Linked DNA regions of Mus musculus: all the other regions are linked to region 3. Evidence: chromatin contacts called from public HiChIP or PLAC-seq data. All regions are on one chromosome and are shown on one strand. Each heading gives the region's core, a stretch centred on a gene start, on an enhancer-like site or on the middle of the called end of the contact. The rest is flanking DNA. Distances are from core to core; before and after follow the strand shown. Region 1 has its middle 8.7 kb from the start of Tmem236. Region 2 overlaps Mrc1 (mannose receptor, C type 1). Region 3 overlaps Cubn (cubilin (intrinsic factor-cobalamin receptor)).

Region 1 (4,069 bases), core at 750-3,249, 750 kb before region 3:
CCAGGACCAGTGGCTCTCTCTCTCTCTCTTCTTGATGCCTGCCAATCCAGAGGTAGAATTCTCAGTTCCTTCTCCAGCACCATGCCTGCCTGCATGCTGCATGTTTCTAGCCATAATAATACAGACTAAACCTCTGAACCTGAAAGCCAGCCCCAAATAAATGCTTTCATTTATAATAGTTCGCTGTGATCATGGTGTTTCTTCACAGCAATAACAATCCTAACTAAGACAAACAGATTATCTCAATTAAGCTTAATGAGGTAGGAAAACCTGCCTATTATGTACCATGCCATCCAGGGTGCCAGACTCAATATGATGAGAAAGCCAGCTGACCATAGCAGTCATTTCTCTCTGCTTCCTGATTGTGAATGGAATGTGACAGCTGTCTCAAGTTCCTGCCACCATAGCTTTATATCTGTGGTGGCCAATATCCTCAAATTGTGAGCCAAAAGAAACCCTTTCCCTCTTAAGCTGTTTCAACCAACGTGTTTATCACAGCAACAAAGAAATTAGCTAAGACAACAAGTATGTGAGTAACTGAGCATAGTCCAGATACAGAGGGAACAGAAGAGTCAGTAAAAGGATGATGTTAATCCAGAGAGTGATAAGAAGTAAGAGGACCAAGAAACACCCACTCAAGTGCTGCCTCAACTGCTCATATGAACCCTTACAAAAGGGACTCACTGTTCTTTACACGTTTGTTCACATGTACATGTGCACATCGTATACACACACACACACACACTGCTCACTATGAGCATTAAGAAAAAGAAGCAAAACTTAAATGTAATGGATAAAGAACCTTCAGAACTGACACATGCGAAAGGCTGATGTTTCATAAGAAAACACAACATTGAAAAAACGTGTAGAAGTGCAAGGCCATTCTCTGAGGTAGGTCTGGACCTCGACTGCTCTTCCTCCTGACTTAGAGCAGGCTCTGCTTAGTGCTGCAGAGTTATCTTTGCCTGAGGGAATGGAAAGGCATCTCCTTTGAAATGCCTTTGTTGTAAGACTGTCGGGGAGGCCAACAGAGCTGAGAGGAGATAGAAGCAGTAAGGTGCAGACACTGGTTAACTCTTGGGAACACAACCTCATCTTTGCTTTAAATTGTTGTAGTTTTAGATATTCATATAAATTTAAAATTTAGAAAGATATTCATCAAACTAATACCATTGTGTCTGGGAAATGGGGGAGAGCAGTATTCGAGGGAGATAATAATAATAAACCTTTTCATTAGTATTGCCATTATCTAAATGGTTCATAAATCTAAAAATTTAGAAGATAATTTTAGATTCAGAAAAATGTATTTTAAAATCAGTGCAAGTGGGCAGGAGAGATGGCCCAACAGTTAGGAGTGCTTGCTGCTCTTGTGAAGATCTTGGGTTTGATTCTCATCACCCACATGACTCATAGCGACTCGAGTTTCAGGGGATTTGACACCCTCTTCTGGACTCCAAAGAAACAAGGTATGCATTGCTACACAAGCATACACTTCAGCCAAACACTCATACGTATAAAACAAAGATAACTTTAAAATAATTATTGCAATTACATTAAAAGTATATATATATATATATATATATATACATGCTTTCATTTACTAATTTACTTCCCTCACTTCTCCTTGGGCAGAAGCTAGACAAACAGATTTCACTTCCACTTAACCTCTGAGTGGAAATATTAAACAGAAGCAAAGAGCCACACAGCCAACATTAAGCAGGACAAAGGCATGGAGACCACCTCCTGGATTGAGCTGGTTGCTGGGTTGCTCTTGTAGAGGAGTTGAGACATGTCACAGGCATCCTGCAGCAGAGCTCACTATAAGTACTTTCTCCTGCCCAGCCTTTCTCAAGGCACTTTCTCCAAGAAGAATGCAGCAGTACCTCCTGTGTGCCAGACGCTGTTGGAAACCCTCTCTGCTCACAGCTATAGCTATCTACATCCTGGTTTGCAGGCTGGATCTCCAGGAAGTCCATACACTCCTTGAAAGCAGGAAACATCTGCCCTAAGCTTTGAGTCATCATTTCTCTGCACAGGGCCCAGCACAGCACGGGCTCTTAGCACACATTTGTGGGAGGGATGAGTGAGGACATGAAGGGGAGCACAGAGCAGCTCCAGAAGACACAGCCTTCAGTCATGGCTGAGGGCTCCTTTATTCCAAGGGAATGCTGTTCCTCACACTGCAAGAGAAATCAATAGAGAACCATCTGTCCTGTGTAATGGACTCACTCAGACCACAGGCTTGTTTATTTGCTTGGTCATACTTACACCTCCTATGTCTCCTTCCTCCATTGCAAGGCTCTTTAGAGTCCCAAGGCCAGAGAGGGAAGACAAAATCATGGGGTGGGGGTGGGGGGTGGGTTTACACAAATAATTTCATGCCTAGTGTTAGACACTGACAAGCTTCATAGATGCCAATACTATGGTGTCTCTCAAATTTTCCCAGCATGTGTGCCCTCAAAAACAGATGTGAGCACTAACAAAGGTGCCCAGGAGAGAACTGCCTGGTGCTTATCTGGCCCAAGACACAAGCTCCAGTGATTTTAGCCTTCACCTTCTATTGTCTCATTGGCCCGAATTATAACTAATAGATTAGCAGGCAGGGAAAATATCTGAAAGAGCCACCAGCTCGCTTGGCAGCAGAAAAGAATACCATTATGATAACACTAAGCTATGAGGAGGAAACAATGCCAGGGCTGGATTTGGAGAGAGTCATGGGGAGATGCAAGAGGGCTTCACAAACCCTCCAACTGTTTACCAAAGTCCTGATGCCTTCCCTCCTAAGTTCCCTGACGAATCTGCCATGCAACTGCACCAAAGCAACCTGAAGGCATGCAAAGGCCATTTTCAAATCTCCCAAATGCTTTATTTGAAAGAGTCCAACACGGATCTGAGAGGCTTGTGATGTGCCTCAGTCTGCACTCGCCTGCCAGGCAGGGAGTCAGAACTTCCTGACAGGGAACACATTTGGTCTCTGAAGCTGGATCTGTGGTGGAATGGCTGGCCCCTGTGGTTTTGAATTCACTTCCATGTAGGACTGTTGATGCAGTGCTTTTTATTTTAGTAAGCAGAAGATATCATTCCGGCCAGAGAAGCACCTGTTGTCCACACTGCCAACTGCCATTTCCTTCCTACAGGCAGGAAGTCAAAAACTGAAAGTCTCTAAAATTGTCAGCGAGAGCATTTGTAATCTAGAGGTTCATTCATTGTTTTCAGCAGAAGGTCTGGGAAATAAAATGGACAAACTGCCAAGAATGTTCTGGAGTTGGCTTCCTGAGATCACATGGTGTTGAGGTGCATAAAGTCAGAGATGGTAACAGTGACACTTCTCTTGGATCACGCTGGATCTGCAGAGCCTGGGGAAGAGGTGGAAACAAGGTCCTGGGCCTAATTTACAATTTCTAAAGCTTGCTGAGCCTCATAAGCAGGTGTGACCAAATAAATCACTAGAAGTCATTGCAATAAGCTCATGACCCCATGCGCTCTCTGCCCTCCACTGATGTTATGCTCTCAGAGTTTACACTATCCTAAATTTAGTATGTGATCATGCATAGCTTCATCTGTTCAGGTAGCAAATAACCTTAGCCTTTGTATAAAGCCAGAGCAATGCCATAGTCCCTTTGGAAGCCCTTTCCTAATGGACTCTTCCTGAAGTAAAAAAAAAAAAAAAAAAAAAAAAAATGCAAAGAAAGCCTTGATATTTTTAAATGATCTCCTTTCATGATGCCATAGGTCTTAAAGGAGAAAACTAAAACAACATCTTCCCATCTCTCCATATAACCCCTCACCACTGCAAAGGATGGCTGCTCAAGACTATGAAACACAAGAGCAAAGGGAAAAAAATGAAGAAAGAAAGAGAAAAAGGAAGGAAGGAAGGAAGGAAGGAAGGAAGGAAGGAAGGAAGGAAGGAAGGCAGGGAAGGAAGGAAGTTAAATGTTGCTTTTCAGGAGATGACAATGACCCAAGTTCACCTTTTATGACTTCAGAGTGATGGATTTAGTCAATTGAAACTTACCTAAATGTGCTTGCATCCCTCATCAATTAACATGAGTTCACTCCCAAATTCATA
Region 2 (4,258 bases), core at 1,460-3,959, 870 kb before region 3:
TTTTATTTGTGTGGTCTATATTCCCAACGTGATTATCATAAATATAGAAAGTTTTGATAACATCTTATATTTTCCACATCTGGAAGTATGGTTCACATTCAGACATTAGATAATAAAATATTTCGGCTAAAATGGCAAAGATAATAGGAAAATGGCTTTTCCTTCCTGTCCTTCTGCAGGACTTCCTACCTTTCCTTTTTAATTCTCTGAGATTTCCTCCTCCCCACCATGATCCACCTCAGTCTCCAGGACCAAAGCACTTGATAAGATTTCCAAACAAGACACATCTGGGTTGGAGGATTTGGGAAAGTTACTCAAGTTCTCTTGCTTCCTTGTCTTAAGATGCAAACCACAGGCTCTACTATGTAGAGCTGTGAGGAAGGTATTGAAGAAAGTCAAACAATGATCACAGAACTGAAAGTCTCTAATTCTGTTTTGTGGTCATTGTAGTAAGAAGTTACATAGAGGTTAGAAAACATCAAGATTCTTGCTGCTAACAGGAGCTAATAATTTTATCAATAGTTTTCAAAGGATTTTAAATACTTAAAAGTTTATTATCATAGTTCTAAAGAGACATATCCTTCCTAGTTAATTTTCTCTAAAGCTCCCCATTCCCTGAGACTTTTTTCAGATTCCTAGATCTTGCACTGAAACTGACTGCTACTGCAATAGATGACAGCTGAGGCTGCTCTGATCCCCTGACCCACTGGCTACAAGATTCATTCATCTTTCTTGATAATCAGGTCAGGCCCCAGGTGCCTTGTTTGTTCTTGAAGCTGTATGTTTGGGCACTCAGTCATCTTTCCATCAAGTAGATACAGGATAGTGGGGCCTGAGCGCAAAGCTGTGGTGCCAGCACATGGATGGCTAGAGTGGGAGGATCTTGAGTTTAAGCCCAGCCTACATAGTGAGTGCCATAGGGAACTCTAACAGCTACATTGTAGGTTCCAGTCTAACCCTGGACTATACAACAAGAGACTTTGTCTTCAAGACTCTCAGTGGTCACAGCTGAGCTATGGTTCTAGTTTAATGGATTTTTATTCTTGAAGATATTCCAGTGCTCATCACTCAGAATCCTCCTGGTGAGTAAGTAACCAAGGCAAAGTAAAGCTACCCAGTAAGAGCTGTGACTTTCCCCAAAACTGAAACAAACAAAATGAGAATGTGTTCATTTACGTGATCTTGAATCTCACAGTTCCAGTGTTTAATGATTTAATAATCAAATAGCAGGTGTACAAACAGTGTAATCTGAGTGGTGACATCAGTTCCCCACTCAAAGCTGCTCATGCAAATTTGACTAACAGCTGGAGATTAGGATGTATTGAGCCAAGTAGCAAACCCATGCGCTTAAGTGGTTATTCCTCGAATAGCTTAGAATAGAATAGAATTCTTAGAATAGAATTGTGATTCTGGCACACTGATTTGCTTTCTGTAAAGGGTATTGAAGTGTCTGAGAGATGGCATTGTCAGTAATATTATTTGCCAGTAACATCAGTGTATAAAGATAAAGAAGCTCTTAGTGTCTGTTAGAGTCTACTTTGGGTCTCCAGTCAACAAAAGCAATTCAAAAAACCAAAGCAGCTGGTTGGTCCAAAACCAGATTCCTCAGACTAGCTTACTGCCAAGATTAGTATAAGTCTAGGCTTGGGCATCTCTAGTTCTATAAATCCTGAGTTTCAATTTCTACATCTTTTAAAAGAAGATACTTAAATGCCCCCTTGTTATTCTTGGAAAGATAAAATAAAATCCCATGTTTGTAAAGGGTTAATGCAAAAATTGGACTAATGATTCCCCATAAGCGTTTGCATTGGTCCCACCATTCAACGACATCCATATTCATATTCAGCCCCACTGAAAAGTTTTACATCTGCTTTCTATAGGGCCCCGTTTTGTGAAATTAGGCAAATATTCATAACACCTGAGAGCACTTGAAATGTTTCGTTGCTTTAAATATACCAGAACCAAATTACTTAAAAATTTTCTCTTCCTCTTTGCCCCAGAATACTGAAAGCTGGATGGGAGGGCATGGGAGAAGAGAAATGCAAAGATTACTTAAACACAACTGACTCGCATGCTGCATTGGAGAGGTGTCTGCAAGACTGACAGGCTCTGCTGGAAAGAATGAGGGAATGCCCTGAGCATAGACCCCTAGACCTGCCCTGAGCACAGCTCCCGCATACCTGGCATGTCGGCATTCCAGTGTGTAAACTGCACCTGCTCGTCCACAGTCCACCGAAACGTCCCTTTGTTTTGAACATCTGAGAGTCCTGTCCAAAAATATTTTTCAGGCCTCAATCCAACCAAACTAGTCAGGAATGCTTGTTCATATCTTTAAAAGAATTAAAGTAACTAAACTTTAGAAACATTTATGCAAATTTCTTAAATTATCAACATGAAAATTATTTCAGTTTTATACCCGAGATATTGTTTCATTGATAAATTCAAATATTGCTTTACTCTTCTGTAGCCATTTCCTCTGGATTCTAACATTCTCTCTTAAAGACAGAACATATGTCATAGATCCAGGAAGCTAAAGAACTTAGAAAGCTCAGGAGGTTTATGAAAGTTACAAGACTCACAGGGCCTCTTCCTGGGATTATAGAAGCAATAAATAATTGCTAGGGAGACAAGACTCTTCTACAGAGCTACGTGTAAATTGCTCAGGGCGTGTCAGGGATGCAGCCTTCATGAATCATCACCCATGCTGAAGTGGGCTTTCCAGTGAGGGAGCTGCCAATAAATCACTCATATCCACATATGTAACCTTTGCTCACACTCCTGTAAGTTACCCTGTAAACTCCCTGATTCCCCAAGCTGGACCTGGGGGGAATCATTTCCTTTATGATCTGGCATGAATAAACATTTCATAACTTCCCACAAAGAGTCACACAGGAGTCATAGCTTTATATCGTTTACATTATAATAGTCTTCACTAAGGAAAAGTAAGTTTATGAAGTTAAACTACCATCTATCTGAGTGGATTGATCCATTCAGACATTGTTCTCTCATTCTCATATTGGCCTCTCTAGCCTTCACAAAATTTAAGAGAACTTTGAAAATACAAAGAAGAAAACTACAGCAGTTGGAAAAATTATTTGAAATGACCAGACCACTTTTTACACAGGTCAAATGCCCTGCTCAATTCTTGATTACAGATGATAGGGTTATCAAGGAGAATCACGAATTGGGACCATCTTGTTTCTTTCCCTTTCTGATGATAGGCTATAGATCTGTCTTAGCTTAAAAAAAAAAAAAAAAAAAAAAACACTTGAAATAATGAAGGCAACTTGGGCGGAAATGTCTCAGAAAAATAGGCACTGCATTTTCAGGAACATCAAGAGCCAGGGAGAACAAAGAGGACTGTGGGCCCTGATAAAAATGGCAGATGTTATATTTAACCATAGTCCGAATAATTCCAGATGCCTAAAAAGAGCAATCAAAACACTATAAGTACAATTTACTTTCTAAAACATGAAAAGGAAATTTAATGACAGTTAAATACAAAGAGCTAAATACAAATAGCTCAGAGAACACGAGAACACATGAAGAGTAATTCTCTTCTTGTATACGATTCTTTAACCAATCAATCACAAATGTATATCCATGGTATTTAAGCAATTCATCTGCTCTGTCTTGAGAGAATACATATCTGTGTTCTAGTAGTTAGATGTTTATATTAGCATGTCATTGCTGGGAGAGGAAGATGCAGTTTGAAACACAATCCTCTGATATCTATTTTTATCACAGGATTTTTAGTATCAGCAGGACTCTGTGGGTTTTGAGTCTGCCCTGAAGCAATAAAATGTCAGTGACTTTTGAATTTTTTTTAAGTTTTTTGAATGTATAAGCCAAGCTTTGAGAAGAGTAAGAAAGAAAATAAAACAAAGAAGTAAGTAAACCTCAAAGATGAATGAAACCTCAGAGCTTAAAGTTCAAATTTAAAACCCTCTACTTTCTGTTTGATTTTCTTAGCCTATCATTCTATTAGCCAAGCCAACAAAGCTTAGTTGATTACTTAATTAGTTAACTAAGATAAAAGAATAGAAAGAATGAGTAGAATATTTGCAGATAATACAGTCTACATTTGGGAAGTTGGGATCATAATTTTGGGCCTCTGACCTGCCTTCCTTAGTAATAAGTGATAAGACCCATCCTATCAATCCCAGGGATCTATGTGCCACACCCTGGAGGGAGAAAGGCTGTAAGCCCTGAGAGGCACAGAAGAATCTTGGCACCTGCTGTGTTTCCTTGCTTAGTC
Region 3 (4,230 bases), core at 1,156-3,655:
ATATTTTAAAAATGATTGTGGCTACTCAAATAATATGGAGATCCATTATTGGGCTTGAGGTGGAAAGCGGAGGAGATGGGGCAAAGCCCCATATTGCTGTGGAGAAATAATGTTCAAACTGAGGACTTTTAAGAACATTCTAGAATTGCTTTCTTGACTCTTCTTCCATCCTTGCAGAGAGAACTTAGCATTCATTCTTGGACATTTGAGGAAGATGTTTTTCACCCTTAGTGCAGTATCCCTCTCTTGAACATGCCATCTGTGTTCCTCCAGCTAACCAGCAGCTCAGCCCAGTGGCATCTGTCTCCTCCCCCAGCAGAGAGCTAGAATCCTCAGCAGCCCCAGAGCTCTCTGTGGGTGGCCTTTGACTTCCACGTCCCCTTAGTCCACAGATGCAGCTCTGCTTAGGATTTTGTCTTCTCTTTCTCTCTTGGAATCTGTTTAAAGACAGAAGTTTCTATCCAGTTAAAGTTTGTTTTTTCCTAACCTCTCCAAAAAGGGAAATGAAAAAACATGTTTGTATTTGCACATAACTGCTGGTCACATGTCCATACAACTGCTTCCATGCAGGGTTCCCGAACAATCTCTCAAGATCCAGAAATTCTGTTGTCAGTCTAATAGTAGTCTTCTTTAGTTCTCCTTGAAAAATATCATTGGAAATGAAATTTCTTACTTGTGCAGTTGAGGAGCCCATTATTAGAATCAAATCTGTTCAAGGAGGGTTTAATCAAATCAGTTGAGCCTGCTGACAGCTGTGGGGTGGTAAGAATAAAGCTTCATGTTCCTCAAATATTCCCTGGCTAGAAGTGACCCTTAAGCATCGGGCTCTATTGCAGACCTGCTCAGTCCTTTCTATGCTGCTCAGTAGAGCATGACGGTTTAGAAAGAAGATTCTAGAGCCAGTAAGCCTGGGTTTAAATCTAAGCTTGAATAACCATGGATGGGTTGTTCAGTCTCTGGGTGTCATTTCCCTCAGTAAAATGGAACAATCAAAGTAAATGAGCTAATACACACAAAGAATGAGAACAGGGCCTAGCACACAGCAAACAATGCTAACTGCTGTTCGCGGTACTAATCGAAGCAGAGCTCCTGAGCCAGCCATAGGGATTCATAGTGCATCCATCCTGCAGGCGGAGGGAATTAGTGGCCCCTCGTTTAGAATTCTTCCTTTTCTTTTTGCTGATGACTGCAGCCAGCTTCCTCGATGCATCTTGGCACCTTGCACAAAGTATAAATGAGAAATGACAACACCCATATTCTAGTCTACTGATTTAACTGAAGCTCTTTGAGGAAACAGAATGGAGAGGTTCCATTGACACATTGAAGGTTTGGAAACTGTTAGTAACGGCCTTAAAAACTGCTCCGTGCTTCTCTATAATCCTTTAACAAAGAATGAGTATATTTGCTACAATTTAACATTTTTTGGCTTTTAGAAAGAAAATTGGGGTGAAGAAAACAATCAGTTTTCTTTGCATCATTGATGCATTTCACAATTCTGCATTAACTACACTTGCACTCACCTCAGTTTGTAGAGACTTCATTGCAGAGTTGCTAGGCATTTTAACCCCCAGTAATGCCCAGCATAGGACACATGCCCATAAACAGTGCATTATTATTCTAGCATGAATAGAATCTCCCAGACTAAAGAGAGGCCCATTGGACACGCAAACTGTATATGCTCCAGTACAGGGGAACGCCAGGGCCAAAAATATGGGAATGGGTGGGTAGGGAAGTGGGGGGGGGGAGGGTATGGGGGACTTTTGGGATAGCATTGGAAATGTAATTGAGGAAAATATGTAATAAAAAATATTAAAAAAAAAAGAATCTCCCAGACTATGGTTCAGCCCCTAGCCTTTTGCACTGTCAAAAGCTGTATTTGGGACCTGGGGAGTTGTTTCAGTTACTAAGTATTTGTCACACAAGCAAGAGCACCTGCGTTCAGACTCCTGTGTAAAAAGCTGGGTGTGATAGTACACCTCACATCTCTGTAACCCCAGCACTGGGATAGGCATGTGGAAACAGGAGGATCCCTGGATCTGGCCAGCCAACTTAGTCAAATTGGGAAGAAACTTTGTCTTAAACAGAGTAGAGAGCAATTGAAGACATCCAGTGTTGATCTTTGGCCTGCACACAGCAGCATTCACATGTGCTTAGACCCACGTGCTCAAAAATACACCCTTCACACATAAATACTTATGTGTCCACCCCAAAAGCCATAGTCTACAAACATTTTCCCCTTTATGATAACAGAGTTGTACACAGAGTGTCCCCATGTGTGAACAGCACAGCTCCTTCCTTCTGCCTCTCAGCCTTCTTCCAAAAGCCACAGAGCTTCTCTGTCTGAAGCCTGGTAATTAAAAGCTCCCTTCCTGGTTAGAACAAAGCAGAGAAGCAGAAGAGGTTTTGTGTGTGTGAGCCACAGTGGGTTTGACTCTTTGATCAGGGCGCGCCTCCTTGCTCATTTCCTGAGCAGATGAGTCATGTTTCCTGGAACAGTCCTTTAGAGGAAGTGGGCTTCCACAACGTTAGCTGTCTGCTAATAGCCCTGCTTACAGTAGAGCACCTGCCACTCACAAGTGAGTTTAAGTGCATTCTATAGGCCAGACATTTAGTTTTGTCTCCATACCAGCTGGGAGAATATAGCTTTCTACTAGGATAATCCACATTCAGAATTTTGAAAAGTATAGCAATGAAGCTGATCTCTCTTACGTCATTAAGCAGTCCAAGATGCATCTTAGACAAGATGTTGACTCCAAAATTGTCTGGGTAAAATGTGATTTTTTTGTTTTGTTTTGTTTTTCCAGACAGGGTTTCTCTGTGTAGCCCTGGCTGTGTTCTGGAACTCACTCTGTAGACCATGCTGGCCTTGAACTCAGAAATCCTCCTGTCTCTGCCTCCTAAGTGCTGGGATTAAAGGTGTGTGCCACCACTTCCCGGCGATTTTTTTTAAATTATAAAAATATATGAATTCTTTATTTTTTAGGCGATCAAAATTCTTTTCAGACAGAGAGTGGTGGTACACACACACACACACACACACACACACACACACACACATCACAGCACTTTAGAGGTTGAGGCAGGAGGATCCATTTACAATCAGACTGGCTACCTAAGACCCCTGTCTTTGGGAGAAGAAAAGAAAATCGTTGCCCTTTTCTGACCATCCTCACGATGAAGAATTTTCAACTGACTAGTTTGCTATATAAAATGATGCAGAGCTGCAGCCTTCAAACAACCAGCCTTTGGTTCAAAAGAGCTCTGGTCTCTGCTCCTCATAGCCTCTCGAACTTGAAGCATAGGATTCAGATGAATAAGAACAAAACCTACCACAATTTCCCAAACTACCGTTAAGCCACTTAAAAATCCCTTTACATGCACAAAGTTTGACATTATTTCCCACAACTTTCCACCTCTCTTCCTCCCATACTTAAGCCCAAAGCAGAAAAGTCCAGAGGCATCTACTATCAATGCTTGTGAGTACACTGCACAGGGAGGACCATGGGTGCAGGCACACTGCAAAGAGAGGACCATGGGTACAGGCACACTGCACAGGGAGGACCATGGGTACAGGCACACTGCAAAGGGAGGACCATGGGTGCATGCAGACTGCACAGGGAGGATCATGCATACAGGCACACTGCACTGGTAGGAAATGCTGGTCACAAGGTTAAGTTTTAAATATCATAAATCTTAGTTAGGAATTCTGGTTTAACTTTTTAAATGGGGAAGATTTCCAATTGCAGCATTAGAGACATTATATACCCACATGCATACACACATGCATGCATACATACATGCATACATACATACATGCATACATACAAACATACATATATTAGCTTTTAAAGTTGGCTTGCAGAATAATCACTGCATTTTCATATCTATTTGATCTATATTGGGGGCCACTGTTCACAGCTCCCTTCTGCTTCCTTTTTATACATTAAAACATGTGAAAACACTTTAATTTTAGTTCTTACTTAGCAGGCTTACTCTTTCTTCTGGCAACCTGGAAGAAGAGGCAGGCAAAAGCACTCTAGGTCTCTATGGCTCAAGGTTCCATAATTTTAATTTGTTCTATGAACTAAGCTTTTCCATCTGCAGCAGATGCTCAGGCCATTGGAAGGCACAATAATATATGTTTAAAGCATTTAGTGTTTTACTATGACAGGACAATTGAAGGCTATAGCCTATGGAACTAACCATATGTATCCACAGGAGAGTGTGTTT

The links. HiChIP or PLAC-seq counts read pairs in DNA pulled down with a chosen protein or histone mark.
Region 1: a contact with region 3 is called in an HNF4G HiChIP or PLAC-seq map of pancreatic cancer cells. The contact joins two enhancer-like sites. A contact is called at or near these places in 2 of 115 datasets of contacts at active chromatin or transcription factors (microglia and pancreatic cancer cells).
Region 2: a FOXA1 HiChIP or PLAC-seq map of pancreatic cancer cells shows a contact between it and region 3. The contact joins two enhancer-like sites. A contact is called at or near these places in 2 of 115 datasets of contacts at active chromatin or transcription factors (large pre-B cells and pancreatic cancer cells).

What each region holds. Positions count from the first base shown.
Region 1 is chr2:14,163,756-14,167,824 of GRCm38.p6, reverse strand. No RefSeq gene overlaps it. Among named protein-coding and RNA genes, the nearest start is that of Tmem236, 8.7 kb to the left of the region's middle. Within about 2 kb of position 1,999, at least 99 of the 459 cell types and tissues checked have an H3K27ac peak or open chromatin away from gene starts, as enhancers often do. A contact at or near this core is called in microglia and pancreatic cancer cells, where this site is marked.
Region 2 is chr2:14,277,907-14,282,164 of GRCm38.p6, reverse strand. Mrc1 (mannose receptor, C type 1) reads right to left here. Exons shown (of 30, transcript NM_008625.2): 11 at 2,181-2,329. Among named protein-coding and RNA genes, the nearest start is that of Mir511, 19 kb to the right of the region's middle. Within about 2 kb of position 2,709, at least 29 of the 459 cell types and tissues checked have an H3K27ac peak or open chromatin away from gene starts, as enhancers often do. A contact at or near this core is called in pancreatic cancer cells, where this site is marked.
Region 3 is chr2:13,411,931-13,416,160 of GRCm38.p6, reverse strand. All of the region lies in intron 27 of Cubn (cubilin (intrinsic factor-cobalamin receptor)), which reads left to right. Among named protein-coding and RNA genes, the nearest start is that of Cubn, 78 kb to the left of the region's middle. Within about 2 kb of position 2,405, at least 226 of the 459 cell types and tissues checked have an H3K27ac peak or open chromatin away from gene starts, as enhancers often do. A contact at or near this core is called in microglia and pancreatic cancer cells, where this site is marked.